Linked DNA regions of Ovis aries: region 2 is linked to region 1. The links are chromatin contacts, called in public Hi-C maps. All regions are on one chromosome and are shown on one strand. Each heading gives the region's core, a stretch centred on a gene start, on an enhancer-like site or on the middle of the called end of the contact. The rest is flanking DNA. Distances are from core to core; before and after follow the strand shown.

What was found. A called contact is a pair of places that touch in the nucleus more often than the background predicts.
Region 2: a contact with region 1 is called in a Hi-C map of hypothalamus, with 2.3 times the contacts expected there. The contact joins the enhancer-like site here to the promoter of TIMP2 in region 1. A contact is called at or near these places in 6 of 16 Hi-C or Micro-C datasets (blood, hypothalamus, skin fibroblasts and 1 more).

What each region holds. Positions count from the first base shown.
Region 1 is chr11:52,798,872-52,801,962 of ARS-UI_Ramb_v3.0, forward strand. It overlaps TIMP2 (TIMP metallopeptidase inhibitor 2), which reads left to right and starts at 1,426. Exons shown (of 5, transcript NM_001166186.1): 1 at 1,426-1,555. The coding sequence starts at 1,426. CEP295NL (CEP295 N-terminal like) reads left to right here and starts at 1,362. Exons shown (of 5, transcript XM_060395829.1): 1 at 1,362-1,555; 2 at 2,497-3,091.
Region 2 is chr11:52,845,560-52,848,583 of ARS-UI_Ramb_v3.0, forward strand. All of the region lies in intron 3 of TIMP2 (TIMP metallopeptidase inhibitor 2), which reads left to right. Among named protein-coding and RNA genes, the nearest start is that of USP36, 15 kb to the right of the region's middle. Within about 2 kb of position 1,257, at least 18 of the 54 cell types and tissues checked have an H3K27ac peak or open chromatin away from gene starts, as enhancers often do. A contact at or near this core is called in hypothalamus and tail adipose tissue, where this site is marked.

The DNA.
Region 1 (3,091 bases), core at 176-2,675:
TCACCAATCAATTTACTCTGGGGGTGCCCATTTACTGGTTCAAAACCATGCATAAACAGAAGGCAGCCATTTTTAAAATTTCTTTCAGTATTTTCCCGTTTCATATCCCAAGTCAGCATTACATAGTGGAGGGGACAATGATTGTTTGTGTCATTTTCTCAGTTTACAACTCCTGGGCTAGATGGCAAGAATGAGGCCCTACGTGTAACAGTGCCCACCACAGAGGGGGCTCAGAGACAGAGATGGAGGGGGTGTCACATTTTCCACGCCATCCATGCCTCTAAGACCCTCTGCCTTTCCTGGAACACAGAACTGTTTTGGATAAAGTATTTCAGCTTCCACATTTGTGGGCTAAGGAAGGAGAGCCCAGAAAACACCTTCACCAACCCTTTTTTCTTCTGGGCTGGCTCCTCACTCTTGCCGGCTGGTCAAAATGACAGCCGGTTTATATGAAATCCTGTGCTGTTCATAGAACCCACTTCTCCCCGCTCCCCGCCCCCCTCCGCCCACCACCACCCCGCGCCCCCTAACTCTACTGGCCAAGCGCACTTAAAATTCTAAGGCCTCTAATTGAAAAAGGTGTTCTCAGTAAGTTTCAGGAGTCCACCCAGCAGGGTGCAGGGAGAGGGGCGGCAGAGAACGATTCGATCCGTGCTCCAAAGTGGCACATCCTTTCCCTCAATCCCTGGCTAGGATCTCAGGGATCCCAGGGGTGGAAGGGAATCAGGCAGCGTACGGCTCCCGCGCCAAGCTGGAGGGGAAGCGGTGATGGGTGGGTCGCCTGGTGCCCTGGAGAGGTGGACTGCGAGTCCCAAGTGCTGAGTCAGGGTCCACTGGGCGCTGTCTGCCTGCAGTGTCCTCCCCCCACCAACCTCTGGCGATCTGGGAGGCTGCGGGGGTGCGGCTCCGAGCGGTGGGAAGCCAGGTGCGCAGCTGGGGGCCCGGGCCGTGCCAGGCTGGGCACAACAAAAGCCGGACTTGGGGGAGGGCCGGGAGGCGCGGGAGGCGCGCGGGGAGGGAGGCGGCCGAGAGCTCCCGGAGCCGGCATTGGCCGCCCGCCACCGGGGGGCGGAGCCAAACCGCCTCGAAGCGCAATAAAAGGCCGGCTCGGCCCGCACCCGCAGCGCACACAACCATAGAAGGCAGTGGAGCACCCGGGACCAGGTCCGCGGCGCGCGCGCTCGCTCGCTCGCCGCCCCCCAGCCAGCTCTCGCCTCCGCGCCGTCAGCCGCGCCCCGCGCCCCCTTCGCTGCACCCCGCAACCTAGAGCCAAGAAAGTTTGTGCGGCGAGTGAGGGCCGGAGAGGAGAGCGCGCCCGCGGAGTGCCGTCCAGACCAGCGGGGCCCCGGCCGGCGAGAGGGGAGCGCCCCGAGCCCAGGCGGCGGCGGCTAGCCCGAGTCCGCGACCCCCGCCCCTCCGCCCGCCATGGGCGCCGCGGCCCGCAGCCTGCCGCTCGCGTTCTGCCTCCTGCTGCTGGGGACGTTGCTCCCCCGGGCCGACGCCTGCAGCTGCTCCCCGGTGCACCCGCAACAGGCGTTTTGCAATGCAGACATAGGTAAGGACGGCGACCCCGCCCCGGCCGGGCGCCCACCGCCCCCGCGGGGTGCGCGGGACCTCGAGGTTTCGCCAGCGCCCCGCCCGTCCGCATCCTGCAGAGGGACCCAGCGCCCGCCTCCCGGGGGCCTTGGTGCTTTCTAGAATCCTGCAAGTTGACACCAAAATCGTACTTTCTTTTTCCCCATTCCTTCTCTCCCTTTCTTTTCCTCTCTGCCGAGATGCTTCTCAACCTCAAAATTCCACCGAAATTCCGCTGCATTTCCAGCCCCAGAAAGGGAGCCAGGGAGCGGATTGGATTTTGGCAGGCGGAGGGCCCCGGGATGCCAGCGAGGGGGGGCGGGGAGAGTGGGGGCCACAGCGCGGGAGTAGGGGCCCTCTTGACCTCGGTGGGTTGAAGGACGGGGGACCCCAGGAAGAAACTTTCACAGATGAGATGGGACTTGGGCTCCTCTGGGCTTGGAGCTGGGTGGGGAAGAGCTACTCCGCCTGGGCCTCTGCCAGCAGCCCCATGTGGGGTTCACCAGATCCGGCTGGGGCTGGATGGAAGCGTCCCTCCCTTGGGCAGGTTCCCCACGGGCTCAGTGGGGCAATCTGAAAGATGGGCCGAGCCCCAGGGCCAGCTCCTCCCCGGCTCTGCCCAGGAGGCACAGCTCTGCAGGGACAGGCAGGACGGTCCTTGAGTGGGGACCGCTTTTTCTGGACATCCACACAAGCTTTGGTGACTGGAAATGGCAGGTAGGGTTGTCTGGCTGCCTAGACTCCTCAGCACATATCCTTTCCCCTCCAGATTCCTTGTCCCCCAAATACAGGAGCTGGCAAGGAAAAGAGAGCCCAGTTATTCTGAGCCACATAGGGGCAGGAGGCAGAGTGGGGAGAGAGCACCGCAGAATGGGGAGAACCAGCTGACCTTGGAGGTTTCCATCTAGTTCTCACTTGCAGGCCTCCACTGCCCTGGTTTTCCTGGGACAGGTTTCACCAAGACGACAGATGTACAGCAGGTGGGTCTCTGTGGCTCCCTCTCACTTCCGCACAGGTTTATTTTCTGCTTCTAAGTCTCAGCCAGCCCCGCAGCCTGTTGCCAGGGGTAGGGAGGCTGGGCTGCCCTCACCTATGCAGGCTCAAAGCTGGGATCTCTGGGTTTCTCCCGTTCTGAACCATACCGTTCTGATCTCCCCACGACTTCTGGCCACAGCCCAATTGGCCCTTGGAGCTGCCACCACCGCCAGCTCCAGGAAGTCTTCAGGTGATCCTACCTGTGTGAGTCACATAGCTCAGGCCAACCTGCACTTGGGACCCAGCGTGCGCTCCCAGAGTGGCTCCCTACAGCACCCCGACCGCGGGAAGCTCTCCAACTTGGCTTCGCTGCTCAGGAAGATTGGCATGGGGAGGAGAGGCTCGTCCCAGTGTGGGAGCCAGGATCGGCCCTCCAAGGGGTGTCCCCTGGGAGTCCAGACCTGTCCAGGCCCCTTGCAGAAAGAGAAGCTGTGTTTCTGGGGCAGGATCAGGCCCAGGGCCGGAAAGAATCCATGAATTA
Region 2 (3,024 bases), core at 7-2,506, 47 kb after region 1:
TGGGTCAAAGGCAGACCTTTTGTTCTAGAGGTGCCAAAGAGCCAGTCTGCACACACTCAGGAGGGCCTAGCCATAGCAGCCGAGGTCAGTCACCCCCCTTGCACAGTGGCCTCTGGGCATGATTTTCATCTTCTGGGGCCCTTCCCAGGCAGTCAGACCTGCCTTTTGCTCAGAGATCCTGAGGAGAGTGACACTGCTCTTTTATTCCACGAGATGGGTGGTCCAGACCGCAGGGCCCTTTGGCTGGATCCCAGGGCAGGATGGGGAGAGGGCTTATGTCCAACAGTCAGGAGCCCTGGCGAGGTCTCTCTGGAGCGTGGGGCTTGGGTCCCATCCTGCCCTGCTTATCACAGGAGTGCGAGGAAACCACGGGGCTGCTAAGAAGGTGGATCCAGGACAGGCGTGGAGGGCGGTGCGATGATTGTTTTCCTGGTAGTTGCTTTTCTTTCTCCTGGGAGATGTGATAGGAACATCCATTGTGCTTAGACCCTTTTCTGAAAGGGAGAGGCTTCATGTCCAAAGGGAACATGGTGAGTCAAACGCAGAAAGCCCCATAATTTCAGTCACTCTCTGATAACATTTCTTTTCACTCACGTGTCAGCTCAGCTGTTCATGTCTGCCATCAAAGGCTATTTAACATGTAATATGTACGTGACCTGTGAAACTGATCCCACACCCCAGCCCCTTCAGCTGTCCCCAGGCTGAATGAGAAAACAATTGCCCGAGTAACGGCCTCATACATTTCAGAAACTTCAGAAAGCATCCAAATTGTAGCTTCACTTCTAAGGAAAACTAAAAATGTCTGAAGATGCACTCAGTTGATAACTGTGTGCCTGTCACCTTAGTGCCAGCATGCTCAGTCGTGTCCTGCTGTTTGCGACCCCGTGGGCTGCAGTCCGCCAGGCTTCTCTGCCTATGGAATTTTCCAGGCAAGAATACTGGAGCGGGTTGCCATTCCTTTCTCCAAGGGATCTCCCGACCCAGGGATCAAATCTGCAACTCCTGTGTCTCCTGTATTAGCAAGGGGATCCTTTACCCCTGTGCCACCTGAGAAGCTATCGTCTTAAGCTACCACACATTTCACATTGGAAGCAAGCAACGTGGGGCACATTTTAGTTTCCTGACTGGCCGTGGAGCGTAAGATTAATAAAAGGCCCTTCCACTGGCTGCTGACTCACCCCATTACAGAGGAACCTCTCTAAGCCGGCTTCGTTCCCTGGCTCGGTGAGGCGGCTCTGGATTCAATCTGGTGTTTACTTTCTGAAGCACAGAATCTAGATCTTGTTTTCCTGGAGTCACAACGGGCTAACCAAGAATCACGGGGCACAGAAAATCACTCAGCCAGCGCTGGCTGCGGCCCCACGAGTGACCACACAGCCTGGGGCAGCCCACCTCCTCCTGGGCTGATGACTCAGCTTCACATGTCGAGTTGGCACCGCGAGACGCTTGTATTCAGGGACTGTTATAGATTCGGCCCTGTCATTTTCTTCTCCAGTCCTCATCTCCGGAAAGAAAAGTAAACATACAGCCCTCAGTTACAAATTTTAATTAATTCCTGTTTTTCTGTGTCCAAGAAAGGCTTTGCTTTTTTCCAAGGCAGACAGATGCTCACGTACCAAATCAAGTCTTAATTATCTCTACTGAAAGGCGTCTCTTCTTAACATTCTGAGATGCTACACCATTTACACATGACATTTAAAGCTCATGGGAACTGGGAACTGGGGCCATTGAAAATACACAATTTTAGACTTCCCTGGTGGTCCGGTGGTCAAGCATCTGCCTGGCAATGCAGAGGACATGGGTTCTATCCCTGGTCCGGGAAGATCCCATATGCTGCAGAGCAGCTAAGCCCGTGTGCCGCAACTACTAAGCCTTCGTGCTGCAACTTTTGAAGCCCGTGCTCTGCAACAGAAGAAAGCACTGCAATGAGAAGCCCATGCCCTCTCTGCAGCTAGAGAGTAGTCCCTGCTCGCTGCAACTAGAGAAAACCCGCACACAGCAACAAAGATCCAGCACAGCCCAAAATAAGGAAATCAAAATTTTTTAAAAAGAAAAAATTTGCATTTCATCTCCATGCCCTGCCTTTGCCCCACTCTCTGTGGAAGCTTGAATTGGTGGTGAAAAGGTTTAAAAAGGAAGACAGCAAAAAAAAAAAAAAAAAGATATTGGAACACATTGTTAGAACAAATAACCATGTCATCATCAGTAAACTTTTACTGAGCCATTATCATGTGCAAGGAACTATGGATAAAAAAAGGATTAAGACACAACCATTACCCTTTGTGCTTGTGACTTGATTCGAGAACACGCTATGCAAGAGAGGCAGAGAACAATGTGATGTGGGAGGCTGATGCCAGTCACATGATTCAGGGGAAGTTGCTACGTAAGTTTGGAGGGAGCGACTGGAATGAGTACTCAGCCTGCCTCTACTGAATGACCAGGCCGGGCAAGGTCCATGCCAGAAGAAACCACGATGTAGGAAAGAGTTACTTGCCATTGTCCATTTAGCCCCCTGTCTATTCTGTACTCTTTAGAAAATGGCTCTGTGTGTGTGTTGGGTTGTCAAGTTGCGTTCAACTCTTTGCAACTCCACAGACGCCGGGCCTCCCTGTCCCTCACCGTCTCCTGGAGTGTGCCCAAGTTCGTGTTTGTTGGATTGGTGATGCCGTGCAACCATCTCATCCCCTGTCGCCTTCCTCTTCTTCTGCCTTCAGTTTTTCCCAACATCAGGGTCTTCCCAGTGAGTCAGCTGTTCGCATCAGGTGGCCAAAGTATTGGAGCATCAGCTTCAGCATGAGGTCTAGAAAAAATTACGGCTGTTTTTGAAGCTTAAGGTCACCCAGATACATCTTTGTTTTAGTTATTAGGATCAGAATGAATGCAATCAAGAAGTCCTCCTGCTTCTTGATCCTTTTCTTTACCTGAAATGTCAGACAAGTCCAAGAAAAAAATAGAAGGCTTGAAGGTTAGAGGTGTGGTTAAGACAGAAAGAAGAGCAGGAGAATTCACACCTGGGGAGTGGTG